Regions from separate parts of the Gossypium arboreum genome. Here region 1 is linked to region 2. Evidence: chromatin contacts called from public Hi-C data. All regions are on one chromosome and are shown on one strand. The core of a region is the stretch at or near the end of the contact, and the rest is flanking DNA. Distances in the headings are between cores, read along the strand shown. Region 1 holds the start of LOC108465033 (probable protein phosphatase 2C 80). Region 2 holds the start of LOC108473779 (acidic leucine-rich nuclear phosphoprotein 32-related protein-like).

The links. A called contact is a pair of places that touch in the nucleus more often than the background predicts.
Region 1: a Hi-C map of leaf shows a contact between it and region 2, with 3 times the contacts expected there. The contact joins the promoter of LOC108465033 here to the promoter of LOC108473779 in region 2. A contact is called at or near these places in 2 of 5 Hi-C or Micro-C datasets (both in leaf).

The regions. Positions count from the first base shown.
Region 1 is chr11:28,217,570-28,223,873 of ASM2569848v2, forward strand. It overlaps LOC108465033 (probable protein phosphatase 2C 80), which reads left to right and starts at 1,544. Exons shown (of 6, transcript XM_053020883.1): 1 at 1,544-2,017; 2 at 2,619-2,888; 3 at 2,979-3,354; 4 at 3,578-3,886; 5 at 4,583-4,732; 6 at 5,165-5,575. The coding sequence starts at 2,764. The coding sequence ends at 5,461. LOC108465032 (vicilin-like seed storage protein At2g18540) reads right to left here. Exons shown (of 5, transcript XM_017765331.2): 5 at 5,669-6,304. The coding sequence ends at 5,813. It also overlaps the pseudogene LOC108465025.
Region 2 is chr11:27,914,338-27,920,771 of ASM2569848v2, forward strand. LOC108473779 (acidic leucine-rich nuclear phosphoprotein 32-related protein-like) reads right to left here and starts at 4,675. Exons shown (of 2, transcript XM_017775530.2): 1 at 3,001-4,675; 2 at 1,129-1,636. The coding sequence starts at 4,107. The coding sequence ends at 1,358. LOC108474177 (plant-specific TFIIB-related protein 1) reads right to left here. Exons shown (of 3, transcript XM_053022052.1): 3 at 5,046-6,140. The coding sequence ends at 5,301.

The DNA of each region.
Region 1 (6,304 bases), core at 294-2,793, 300 kb after region 2:
ATGGTGTCTCTTCTGAATGCTTATTACAATAATTTACAAGGATATTATAGTACGGATTTCCCTGATAAACCAGAAAAGATGTATGATTTTGTAAATGGGGCTCCCAATAACATTAGTGTCGATACACAATCCGCAATAGGGACTCAAGTTAGTATCTTGGAACATGGTTGGGCAGTTCAAGTCATATTTCAAGACACTGGCACAGTAGGAACTGAGAAGCATCCCATACACCTTCACGGCTTTAGCTTCTACTTGTTGGGCACTGGTCTTGGCAACTATAACTCCACCACTGCACTTCTTAACTTGTACAATCCTTCCTCCCTATAGGAACACAGTGGGTGTGCCAGAAGGCAGATGGGCAGTCATTCGATTCAGAGCTGATAATCCAGGTGAATTTCATAGCTAAAAACCATAAAATTTTTCATTCAGTTTTGTTTTTATTTTGTCACCTTGATTACTTTATTAACTGTAATGAATAATTCAGGAATGAGGTTCATGCATTGCCATCTGGAAGTGCACACAACATGGGGACTGTCAATGGCTTTTCTAGTGAAGAATGGGAAAGGCAAAATGCAGAATTTGCCACCTCCACCTCCTGATCTTCCACTCTGCTGATCTGTAAATTTGTGCTGGGTTTTCCCTTTCGTACCATTTATCCCATTTTATTTTTATGTTTGCTAGTACGTAGACTATTGCCCAAGTTATATGAAAATAATGGATTTGTTTGGTTATTTGTTGAACTCAAGTAATGTAATTCCAAGAATAGTTCGACTTTTGTAAACCGTAATGGTTTATTGGGCTTCAGGACCATATAGACAACGAATAAGATGTTTAACTGGGTGTTTTCCCTTTTCTTTCCTATTTGGGCCAAATAATCCATTAATGGGCTCCATTGATTTTGGAGCATTTTTTTTACCATTTCTTATAGCCTTTAGCATTACGCAAAAAGAAAAAAAAAAAGAAGAAGAAGCTTTTAGCATTACTCAACTGATTAATTGATTGATGTAGCCCTTTTTATTAGTATCATTTAATTGATTTTTTTTTAGAAAGAAATTTTGATATCCAATAGCTAAAACTTATATCTAGGTAGAGACAAAACTTTTGGATGAGGCGACTCCACCACCACAACCTTGCTGTACCCCAAACCTAAAAAAAGAACGGACCTCGTCGCTCTTCAACTCCCCGCTTCGCTAACCCTCCATTTGTTTATTGCACCCACCCGTCCACGCCCCACCTTTGCTTAATCTATATTATAAAAATAGTCAGTCACCAACCTCCCACTGACCGTCACCTCATATCTCACACTCTTGTTGTGGGTTCCAATTTTTCTATAATAAATAAAATACCATCAAAATATAAATATAAGTTGAAGTAATTATAAATATTAAAGTATTAAAATAGATAGTTAAAAGTTAATTATAATACAAAATCAAACTATTACATTATAAGTAGGTTAGAAATTAATACAATTTAATCTAAAATTAATAAACTGAGCAAAACTAAAACTCACTTATTAACAACTGCACTTGAAGAGTTGAAAACTTACACAAAAAATTAAGCATGCAAGTATAGAACATAGTTACTCACAACTTTCATATATTTTTTCTATATAAAATTAATCATTTCTTATAACTTATGAACCATAATTTAATTATGGTATTAATATTTTCTATTAAATCTATTTTTTTTTCTATTAAATCTAGGTGGAAGAACTTGAAATAAATACATTTAAGTCCTAAGAATAGAGGGTTGGGTTGGGTACGTGTCCAAGAATGTATCACGTGTTTATCCTCAATACAGCGCTTGCCCTGAAAAAGTGAAACATCCGCAGCATCCGCAGAGCCGAAGGGAGAGGGAGAGAGGGAGAGGGAGAGGCAGCGAAGAAGCTCCGGAGATCGTCGATTCTCGTTTAGGTCTTTCTTCGGAGCTTCTTTCTTCTTTCTTTCTCTTTGCTTTCTTTCCTTTTTGTCTCTAACATTCAGGTGTCGAATAATACCAGATTAAGCCGCTTCAACAGGTTCTTTTTTTTTCTTTCATTATCAAGTTCTGCATTTTATTTGGCTATTGTCTGTAGTTTGTAGGTAGTTGTTGAGAGTTCTAGTTTTTGTGAATTATATTTCTCAGCATTTAGATTCTTTAAATTACCTACGTTTTTTTTTTCTTCTTTTTTGATGATTAAAAATTTAAAATTATCCATGTGTTTTTGTCATTGATGTATGCAGAATTCATATGTTTTCTTTTTATTGTATGCCAGAAATATTTAACTTTAAAAAGGCATTTGTACACTTAAGCTATGTTTTGGTTACTCGTTTCTTCTAATGCTCAAAAGTTGCTAAGAAAAGAATAAAAAACAATGTATCCAAAACCATTTTTCATGAGTAATATTATTATTTTTGTTAAAATCCAGTTAATATATTATTATTATTTTTTGATCTAAATGCAATTTGAATAATTCTTGAGCCATGTGAGTAGCTTAAGTGATTTCAACTCTTCCCATTCTTTCCTTTTTGTTGTTGAATTTTGTGAGCTTATGCATCTTTGCTACGCTCCTAAAGCCCAAACCTTAATGTACATAATACATATAATATAATATACCTCTATTTTGTCTGCTATTTCAGGTATTGAGACAAATATGCTTCCTTAGAGGAAATTGCTGGTAGGTGGTTACACGCGTGTCAACGTATAGCCTTTTGTTTGCAATACAAGGTCTGGTATTCTCTCAAACGGTGGTTGAATTAAGGGAACTTGATATAAGGGTTAAAGATGCCAGCAGTTGTGTTTTCTAAGCTAAAACCTGTTGTATTTACTGGTTTTCAAAGGTCTCTTACAGGAAAACAAGTTCCGTTGTCCGACTCAGCAAGTTCATTGCTTAGACAGCTCAAATTTTTGTCTGTGAATTCAGGGTTGATTCAGTCTTTCTCTTACTCTGGTAAATCTCTATCTGATAATAGTTGTATTCGGAACCTGTTTTGTCTTAGGGCAAAAACAATGGCTGTGTCTAGTTCCAAGGCTGTTTTCGGAGATGTTTATATGGATGAGTTGGTAGCAAGTTGTGGGAATGGCTTGGACTTCTTGAAACCTAGTGGGGTTTATTTTGCTGATCGAAGTCAAAGCAGTTGCCAAAAAGCTAGCCTGATTTTGAGAAAGCAAGAACAGCGCAACAATCGTCTTGTTTGTGGGTACAATTTTTGTGACGCAGTGCAGAGAAATACCGGATATAATCTTCCTTTTGGTCCAAGGATGAAAAATATCCACACATCATCTTTGTCTTGTACCTCTTCTAGGGCAGCTCATGATTTGTCATTTGATGGGAGTTCTAAGGATGAACGGGCTGCAAGTTTACCTGTAAAGAATGTCCTCTTATCTTCAATTTATTTTATATGTTACCATTTGTCCCTTCTTTTAACTTCTTTTTTTAATTTTACAAATTATATTTGAGTAGTAATCTACAAATACAATAATCTTTATACTTTTCTGATATTAGCTATTCTCAAGCATTTTAAGACGATATCTACACATGTACTTATTTTCCACCGTTTGGTTCTTTGGTGTTGATTTCAGAGCTATTCCAAACAAGAAAAGCTTTAGACTAGTTTCAGGGTCTTGTTATCTCCCACATCCTGCTAAGGAAGAAACAGGAGGAGAGGATGCTCACTTCATTTGTGCCAATGACGAAGCCATAGGGGTAGCTGATGGTGTTGGTGGCTGGGTGGAAGTTGGCGTTGATGCTGATGAATTTGCCCGTGAACTTATGTGTAATTCAGTGGCAGCAATTCAAGATGAACCAAAGGGTTCCATTGACCCAGCCAGAGTATTAGAGAAAGCCCATTCAAGCACAAAATCACAAGGATCCTCAACTGCCTGCATCATTGCCCTTACAGAGGAGGTTTGTTTTCTTTTGTTAATAAAGATGAGCAGAGACAATCTTTAGATGAATTTTCATTGACATTTATTGATGAGTCCACTAGGATATGATACTTACAAGGAAACAGAAAAGCTTTCTTAGATTCTTTTTCATTGTTCTTCATGATTAACTTGCTATTGGTTTTTATGATTTAATAGGTGTGGTGAGCTCTACCTAACTTGTTCCGCAAGTTTTTTAGCTTATTATGCCCACATCCAAACAAAGAAAGAAGAAAATTCATTTTCTTAAAATATCAGACTTTATTTCTTCAGGAAAAGTAGTTAAGCTTTTAAATTTTACTCTTGGTAAAGTTGTATGTTGCAGAGTTCCTCTATTCCTGAGAACTGAAGTCCTAGCCACATTATTAGTTATTTTGTGAACTTAGCAAGAGCATTTGACTGCATGAACACATGAACCTATTGAAATATCTGTCTTTTCTTATTTACATTCATCAGTTTCCGTATCTCAATCCGTGTTTTAGGTGGATCGACTGCTATAATCTCATTCCTTGTCTGTATACTGGAATATGACTTGTTTTTAATGGCCGTAAAGAATTGATCTAGCTTGATTTTTAGAGCTCATTGGATTGCTCAGTTGCCCGAATCTAAAAAGGTCGATAAGATTTTAGCGATCAAATTATATCCCATATGATATCATGTAGTTTACTACTCTCAACAGGGGATACATGCAATAAATCTGGGGGACAGCGGTTTCATTGTGGTTAGGGATGGCTGCACCGTCTACCATTCCCCAGTCCAGCAACACGGTTTCAATTTTACATATCAATTGGAGAGTGGTGACGGTGGTGATCTACCAAGCTCTGGTCAGGTTAGTTGATGTTTTATGATATTCCATTTTGATACAAGGGATTGATAGCAGTGTTCTTTTTTATTTCCCTCCTTTTTGACCTTAAGATAACTTTGAATAGGATAGGAACTCGTGGCTTGCTTTCCTCGGTTTTTAGGATCTTTTATCGCTAAATGGTTAACTTTAACTAAAAGTAAAGATTGTTTAAGTTTTAATTGTTGGACCTCATGTAGCTGCATTCTTAAATGGTTTCACTGTGGGTGTTAAGAGTTATTATATTCATAATAATTGCTTATATCTTGTGAAGGCAGATATCAATTTTCTATTTTCCTTTCTTTTTCTACTTATGTTTGATGGGATGATGATTTTGGGATGTTGTCTTCCATAGAAGATATGAAGCTATTTTACCTATTCACAGTCCCTAATCTATCATTGTTGGAATAATGTGGCCAGGTTTTCAAAATTCCTGTTCTGTCAGGTGATGTGATTATCGCTGGAACAGATGGGTTGTTTGATAACTTGTATAATAATGAGATTACTGCTGCTGTTGTTCATGGTTTAAGAGCTGGCTTCAATCCCCAATTGATGGCTAAGCAGATAGCAACATTGGCTCGTGAACGAGCTGTGGATAAGAACCGACAGACACCGTTTGCCAAAGCAGCTCAAGATGCTGGGTTTCGTTACTATGGTGGCAAGCTTGACGACATCACTGTTGTTGTGTCGTATATTGCTGGCTCTTCCAATACGTGAAACCTAGTGAAAGAAACATTCATATTGGCCTTTCTTTATGCACTTGTGATTCACGAGAAGTTTTGATCCTTGATTTTTGTTCAATAAGTAATTCCGTCGTTCCTCCTTTAACAACTTTCATGGATTTTATCTTCCTTGTTGATATCATTTTTCTTAGAGCAGGTGAAAGAAGGGGCGGAGGGAAATGGTGAAAGAAAGCCAAAGAGCTTATTGAAGATCAAGACCCGAAAAAACCATAGATTTAGAAAGCTTTTCACAGACGCTAAACATGGAATCTAATTACCTAGACTTGATAGCATAGTAGGGCAGATCTTATTCACTACTGCAAAACCATCTGCGAATGGATTAAGACTAAATCAACCACACTTTCTTTGCAGCCCTTCTGCGGTCACGGCCCTCATCGCCACCTCCTTCCGTTTCTTTTTCCTCTGGTTGTCCTCTTTGTTTCTCCCTCTCCCTCCAACCCTTTGCTGCGGCTTCTTCTGCTCTCCTTTGCCTTTCTTCTTCCTGTTTCCAAGCTTCCTCTTGCTCTCTCCTTGCTTCTTCTTCTCTACTCTTCTTTGTCTCCCTTCTTGTAGCTCCCTCTTCCTCTTCTCTCCTTCGAGCATCCTCTTCCTCTCTCCTTCTGGCCTCCTCTTCCTCTTCCGTCCTAGCTTCTTCTTCCTCCTCTCTCCTCCTGGCCTCTTCTTCCTCCTCCTCTCTCCTTCTGGCCTCCTTTTCTTCTCTTCTCTTAGCTTCTTCCTCTTCCTCTCTCCTTCTCTTAGCTTCTTCCTCTTCCTCTCTCCTTCTGGCCTCCTTTTTTTCTCTTCTCTTAGCTTCTTCCTCTTCCTCTCTCCTTCTGGC
Region 2 (6,434 bases), core at 3,425-5,924:
GATTCTCGAGAAACATGCTCTTTTAGATCTCATTAAGTTGGCAACCATTACTATACAAGTAGATATTGTATTCTAGAGGTTATTAGCTATGTAGGGTTATGAGAAAAATATAACACGCTCATAGTTTTCATTTTCTATGAAAAGCAAGCATATATGATCACCTATTTATAGGTTAAATATAGTAAATTTGAATATCTAACATTGTATATTATTTTAAATAGTTTTAGATAAAAGTTAAATATGATCATTTTAAATATCTAATATTTAAAAATAATTTTAAAATTTTTAATAAAATAAAATCAACTTAATATTTTTAATATTGAGCAACAATTAATTACCTATTTTATTTGTCCTATTTAACATTTAATTTTTAAAATTACATATTAAATAAAAACTAAAATAATTATCAAACATATTTTAAATATTTATACATTAAAAATATTAAACCAACCAAAATTTCAAACACAGTGATATTAAGCCGTAAGCATGGACCAATGTGCATTTAACAATTATCCGAATTCCAATGAATGCGGGAAACCATGGATGCGAAGATAATGGCAAGAGGAAGCATAGTGAAAAACCCGAGGGAATAAAAAGACACTCCTGTTCTACTAGCAAAAGGCCCCAAGACATTGGGCTCTTCCGACTACAGAAATAACTCACAAACTAGGCCACTCCTCCTAAATTGTCCAAATTACAAATACACCGTCCATTTTGCAACATGGATCTAATTTTATCAACAAACTTTACAGCGTCCAAAAAGAATAATAAATCAAAACCGTTGATTTCATTTACATAAAACAATTTGTCAGTCGCTAATGTGATTCTTCTGCTATCATCTACAGCTCATGAAATAAAAATAAAATTTAGATATATGGATTCCACCCATGGCAGCTTAGCGTGTGTTATCTAATTGGCCTGAAATCCTTCCCGCTTGGAGCCGAGCCGAAGTGAACGATAACAAACGAATACTATCTACAAAAAGTACAACATTTTGTAACTTATTACAAAATCCCCCTTTTTTTTTTTTAAACAAAGCTTTTTCTTTTTTTCTTTTTTTTTTATCAAAGGTTGGTTTTCCCTCCAATCCATTCCCCGACCAACCTCCTGAGAACTGGAAAAGGGCGGTTAAAACACTTCATAACTGCCATTTGAATTAACAAATAAGTAACGGATATATTAAAGAGAAAGGGAAACGCTCTAACGACTTTTTGAACTAAGCCCATCCATCAAGTACACAATTCCTTTCACCCTAAACATTCTGTTCGTTCAATAACACTGCCAGCAGCATCATCTACCACACTCTATCAATCAACCATTCTAGTCTAGGATTTTAACAATATATATCTAACCCCCCCTAACCATGCTTCTTCGAAAACTTCACATCATCTTCCTCCTTATCTTTCCCTGCATCATCGCTTCTCTTTCTCTTAAGCTGTGAAGTCGATGGCACTTCCTCATCATCTTCAACTTCTTCCTCCTCTTCTACATCATCATCATCATCATCATCATCATCATCATCATCATCATCATCATCATCATCATCATTCCCTGGGTCCATGTCACTACCTTCAGCATCATGTTCTTCAGCTTGGGCCACTGGTTGAACCAGGTAGCCTTCACCATAGTCTTCATCCTGTTATTCCAGTCAACCAACATTAATTTTAAAAACATCAAAATCCACCAAAAAAAGGTGAAGTTCATTAGGAAAAATAAAAGATAATACCAGATACCAAAGCTAAGATAACACTGCAATCAGTCAAACTAAACAAACAGGCAGATATTAAAAATAACAGTAGCACAACACAAAATATCATGGCTCCAAAGGCTAATCCACAAACAATCAAGTACTACGTATAAATAACAAGTTCTTACACCAATTCCACAACCAAAAGCTACTCCAAAAAAGTACTATGCAAGATTAGAAAAGCCAAATAAGTTCTGAGAAACATGAGATTATCAACTAAAATTTCCAAAATCACCAATAACCCACTCAGAATACTATAAATAGAAACCTAATATAGAAACTTCATTAAAAAAAGGCAGTCATGGCACTAGGAAGTGGCTTATCAGCTTTACAACTGTACTTTAGCTACAATCCATAGAACATAAAGTTTGCCAACAAAGTTGACAGAGATTTTGTTTATTAACTGCTTAGTGAGCTAAACCAATATTATCATAGAGCCAAAGACAAAATTAACAAAAAACATTGTATCTAACCAAAGAAAAATATTCAGACAGAACCTAGAAATTTAGTCTGGTAGGGTCATTGATTAGACAGAACAAGTAACAGATATTCTCATGACAAAGAACTTGGTCAACAAGAGATTAAAACTGACTTCAAAGACAACTACAATTCATCATCATCAACAAAGAGCATATATGGCAACAAAAGTCAATAGTTCGAGGATGAGGTAATAAGCTACAACTTTTAAAGACATGAAGAAACAAAAAAAGTTACCTAAGTATCATCCCAATTAAAATTCCAAAACCAGAATACATTAAGGTAATTACCAAACTGTCCTCACCATACAAAGACTCACAAGAAATATGAGAACCATACAAACTGTAAGTGCACAACGGCTTTTCAACAAGGGAAGAATCCACGTGGATAATTTGTAAGGGAAAAAGAAATATCAACATTTATAAAAGGCTAGAACCGTGAACAAAGACCATAAACTTATAATGTGAAACACTTGTATAACAGTGTGACAGAAGCGCAGCATTTTTTTTCCTAATGTTTGAAAGCAAACATTAGCACATGGGACAAGTGTATGTGAGAAAGTGAATAACAAAATAACAGCATTCAAGACATAGCAGCAAGCCAGATATTTACTTGGGAAAAATCTAAAAAAGCCACTTAAATCAAACAATTAACTCAAGTTATATGAGAAAACAACGCAATAAGCAGGAAAAAGAAAAGAACCTAAAGTTAATCAAATAGTGTAAACAATAGAAGTATGACTGGTAGTAAGTATTGCAAGCAATATGAAACCTCACCTCCTCTTCACCCTCTTCTTCATCTTCATATTCCCCATCCTCTTCAACACCTAACTCTTCCTCACCAGTCTCACCATGATCATTATCATCCCCATCTTCCCCATGTTCATGCCCATCAATCTCCCCTTCCGTGCTCATCAAATGCCCCGTACTCTCTGGCTCAGGAAAATCACCTTCATCATTATCTACCTCTTCCTCCTCTTCATCCTCATCCTCCTCCTCATCATCATCCTCTACCCCATCTTCCTCATCATCATCACTATCCTCAATATCATGAACTTCCACCACATCTTCTTCCTCCTCATCATCAACTTCCTCACCTGAATCATTCTCATGATGACCATCATCATCTTCATCTTCTGCTCTCCCTACTTCCTCAATCCGAAACCCATTGGCCTCATGGCCTAACCCATTTACCCTTCCACCCGTGTCTGTCTCTTCTTCATCTGCATCACTCTCTTCATCCTCATCAACATCAACAATCCCTTCACCTCCTTCACTATGCCCGTTATTCATTCTGTACTGCCTATCATCACCATCAACCTCCCCACTCCCAGGATCATCTTCATCATCCTCATCCTCATCCTCTTCATCTTCCTCTTCCTCCTCATCATCCGATTCTGGCCTTTCATTTTCCTCGGCGTCCATTTTATCTAAATATTTCAACGATTTAATCAACCCAAAAACCCTAGATCGATAATCCTTGACCCTGGTAACCGGGCACTCATATAGATCGAGGGAAACAAGCTTAAGCTGGGCAAGAGGGGCAAGAGCCTCTATATATTGAATCCGGTTATTAGACAAGTCAAGGTCCCGGAGCGAGTCAAGACCAGCTTCAACGAGGAATTCTAGGCCACCGGCTATTCTATTGTCTGAAAGGATTAATTTCTGGAGATTTCGAAGACGAGGAAACTGTTCTAGAGATGAAACACCGATATTGGCAATTGAAAGGTGTAGAAGATTCTCAAATTTTTCCAAAAGGCTCGGCGGCGGGAGGCGACCTTGAACACACTTCACCGCACCGTCAAGTGTCAAGGTTCTAACCGCCGCGTGGTCCGCTTGCCCGTCTAACGCTGTCTCCACCGCTCTCTCCCAGATCTCATCCATCAAATTCCACACCGTTTTTATCTCATATAGCCCCTATTTATATCAACAAAATACCAGATATAAAGCTTGTTTCTTATATTTCTAAAGTGAAATGGTTCAAAAGGATGGTTCGAAAGGGACGAGATTATGGAGTGTCATTCCAGAAAAGAGGAAAGTTAATAATAGTACAAGAAATTCAAATGGAGGAAACTACAAATTTTGAGTAAAACTTAAACGAAACCCTAACCCTAGATTTTGAAGATCGAGGAGAGGTTGTTCTGTTTTAATCTATTTCGGATGGCTTTAAACCCTAAATATTTTTATTTTTACCAGATGTACGGGATTTGTTCTTTCAAGTTCCAAACTTGAGAATAAAAACTCAAACACAGAGATTAAATAAATAAAAAGAACCATAACAATTTCCTCTCCTTTTTCTTTTTTTTCTTTTTTTTTTCCTCCCTCTCTCTCTCTCACTTTTCTCTTTTTATTGGTTATAAGAGTGGACGAGTCGGGATAAACCTCGAGCAGAGAAGGTGGGACCGGAGGGGGTGGGGGGGGGGGAACTAGACGGCTCGTGGTTCGTGGCTGCGGTTTTGTTTTAGCGGGGGAGGTGGTTTTGTGAATTATTGGACGAAGGTGAACCAATGGATTGAGGAAGACACGGATCGTTGACGTGGATAAAATGAACGGTAGAAATTTCAGGTTGGTGTGTTTGTTCTCGAGAAGGATGTAGACAGATGAGAGATAATGAACTGGAGCGCAGGTTTGACACGTCATTTTGATTGTAAATATCGGGAATATTAGGAGAATGCCTATTAAGTTGGAGGAAATTACGGAACTGCCATCGGGCGTTGTAATTAGCAGGCCCAGCTTCCTATGGCCCAAACTCAGAATTTCCATGACAATGACAGTAGTAAAATAACAACACTACACCACAGCAATGGGAATAAATTCTTAGCTTTGCCACCAAGGAGATTTTAAATTGCAACCCTGAAGCGTGGCGCTCATCGCTGAAAGCACAAATGATGCTATCACTGTCCACACTGAATATCGATGTAAACCATGAAACAACTATCGCAATGTGACATTACGACTGTTATTTTTAATCCTGCAAAACTAGTGAAAGTATAAGCAGGTGTATAAAACAGGAATAAATGTATCGTTATTAATTATGATGTTCGACAACAATTCAAGCCAGGACCAGTTCTAAATTATCATTTGGAATCTCCACTCGGATTGGTAACTTTACTTCCATTTTGAGTCCCGGATCCTTTAAGCTCAGCAAAACCTGGTGGCAACTTTGGAGGATGCACAATAGGCATGTTTGGCGAAGGCCCTGATGAGGCTGGCGAACGAAATGGCCAAGTGATGGTACTCACATTTGAAGCAGGAGAGCTTGAGAATTGGCTGGGCCTTAGGGAACTACTAGCACCCTTGGTATCTGTCTTTGGCATATCTACTTTATGTTCCGACTCTGGACAGCTTGGTTGTGCTTCTCTAATGTCTCCTCCAATGGTAGTCTGGTTTTTATCTCCTACCGTCCTAACACCGGGAGCCCCAAACTGAAGCCAGGGCTGCCTGAAATGTGGTGGCCGGTTCAACATAGCAGCATGGGTTCCAGAAGAATTTCCATTGTTTTCTGCATCATCTTTGCCTCTAGCTTGAAGGCCGGCTTCTGACACGTCATTAGGCTTAATTGGCTTTGAGTCTTGCTGCTTATCTCGGTCTGCTGTAGAACTCAGATCAATTGAATCAACTCTAGGCACTGAAGATCGGCCTGTGGCAATTGTAGTTGTAGGAAATGCTTTCTCGGGAGGGACAGCTGGAGTATAATTAGACGGAAGTAGATCATCCCAATTCTCTAATAGCTCCTTGTAGACTTTTCGGAGGGTGACTTCTGTGAGACCTGTCACCTTACATATCTCAGCCTGCGTCTTCCGTTTGTCTTCTAATTGGCATGCCAGATATATAGCAGCTGCAGATATACTAATCGGATTTCGGCGAGTGCAAAAGCATTTGTTGATCACAACTTCTCCGATATGAGTTGCCAGCTCCTGAAGACATGAGGAATACTTCATCATATCCTTCTTCACCGGAAATCAGATTATAATAGAAGGATCTTATGGAAACACATAAATCAAGTACCGTTTCTAAAAGAATCCATAGGCATCACAACTTGATTTATTCATACATAATGTTTAAGCCACCACATACAGATACTGATGAATTATACAGTGAATAAATTTATAATCTTAGTAAAACTTTCCTGACAACTTGTATCCATTGCAAGATGATTTCTCACAAGTCCTATCCAATTTTAAACAATTTTTAATTTCTTTTAACATTTA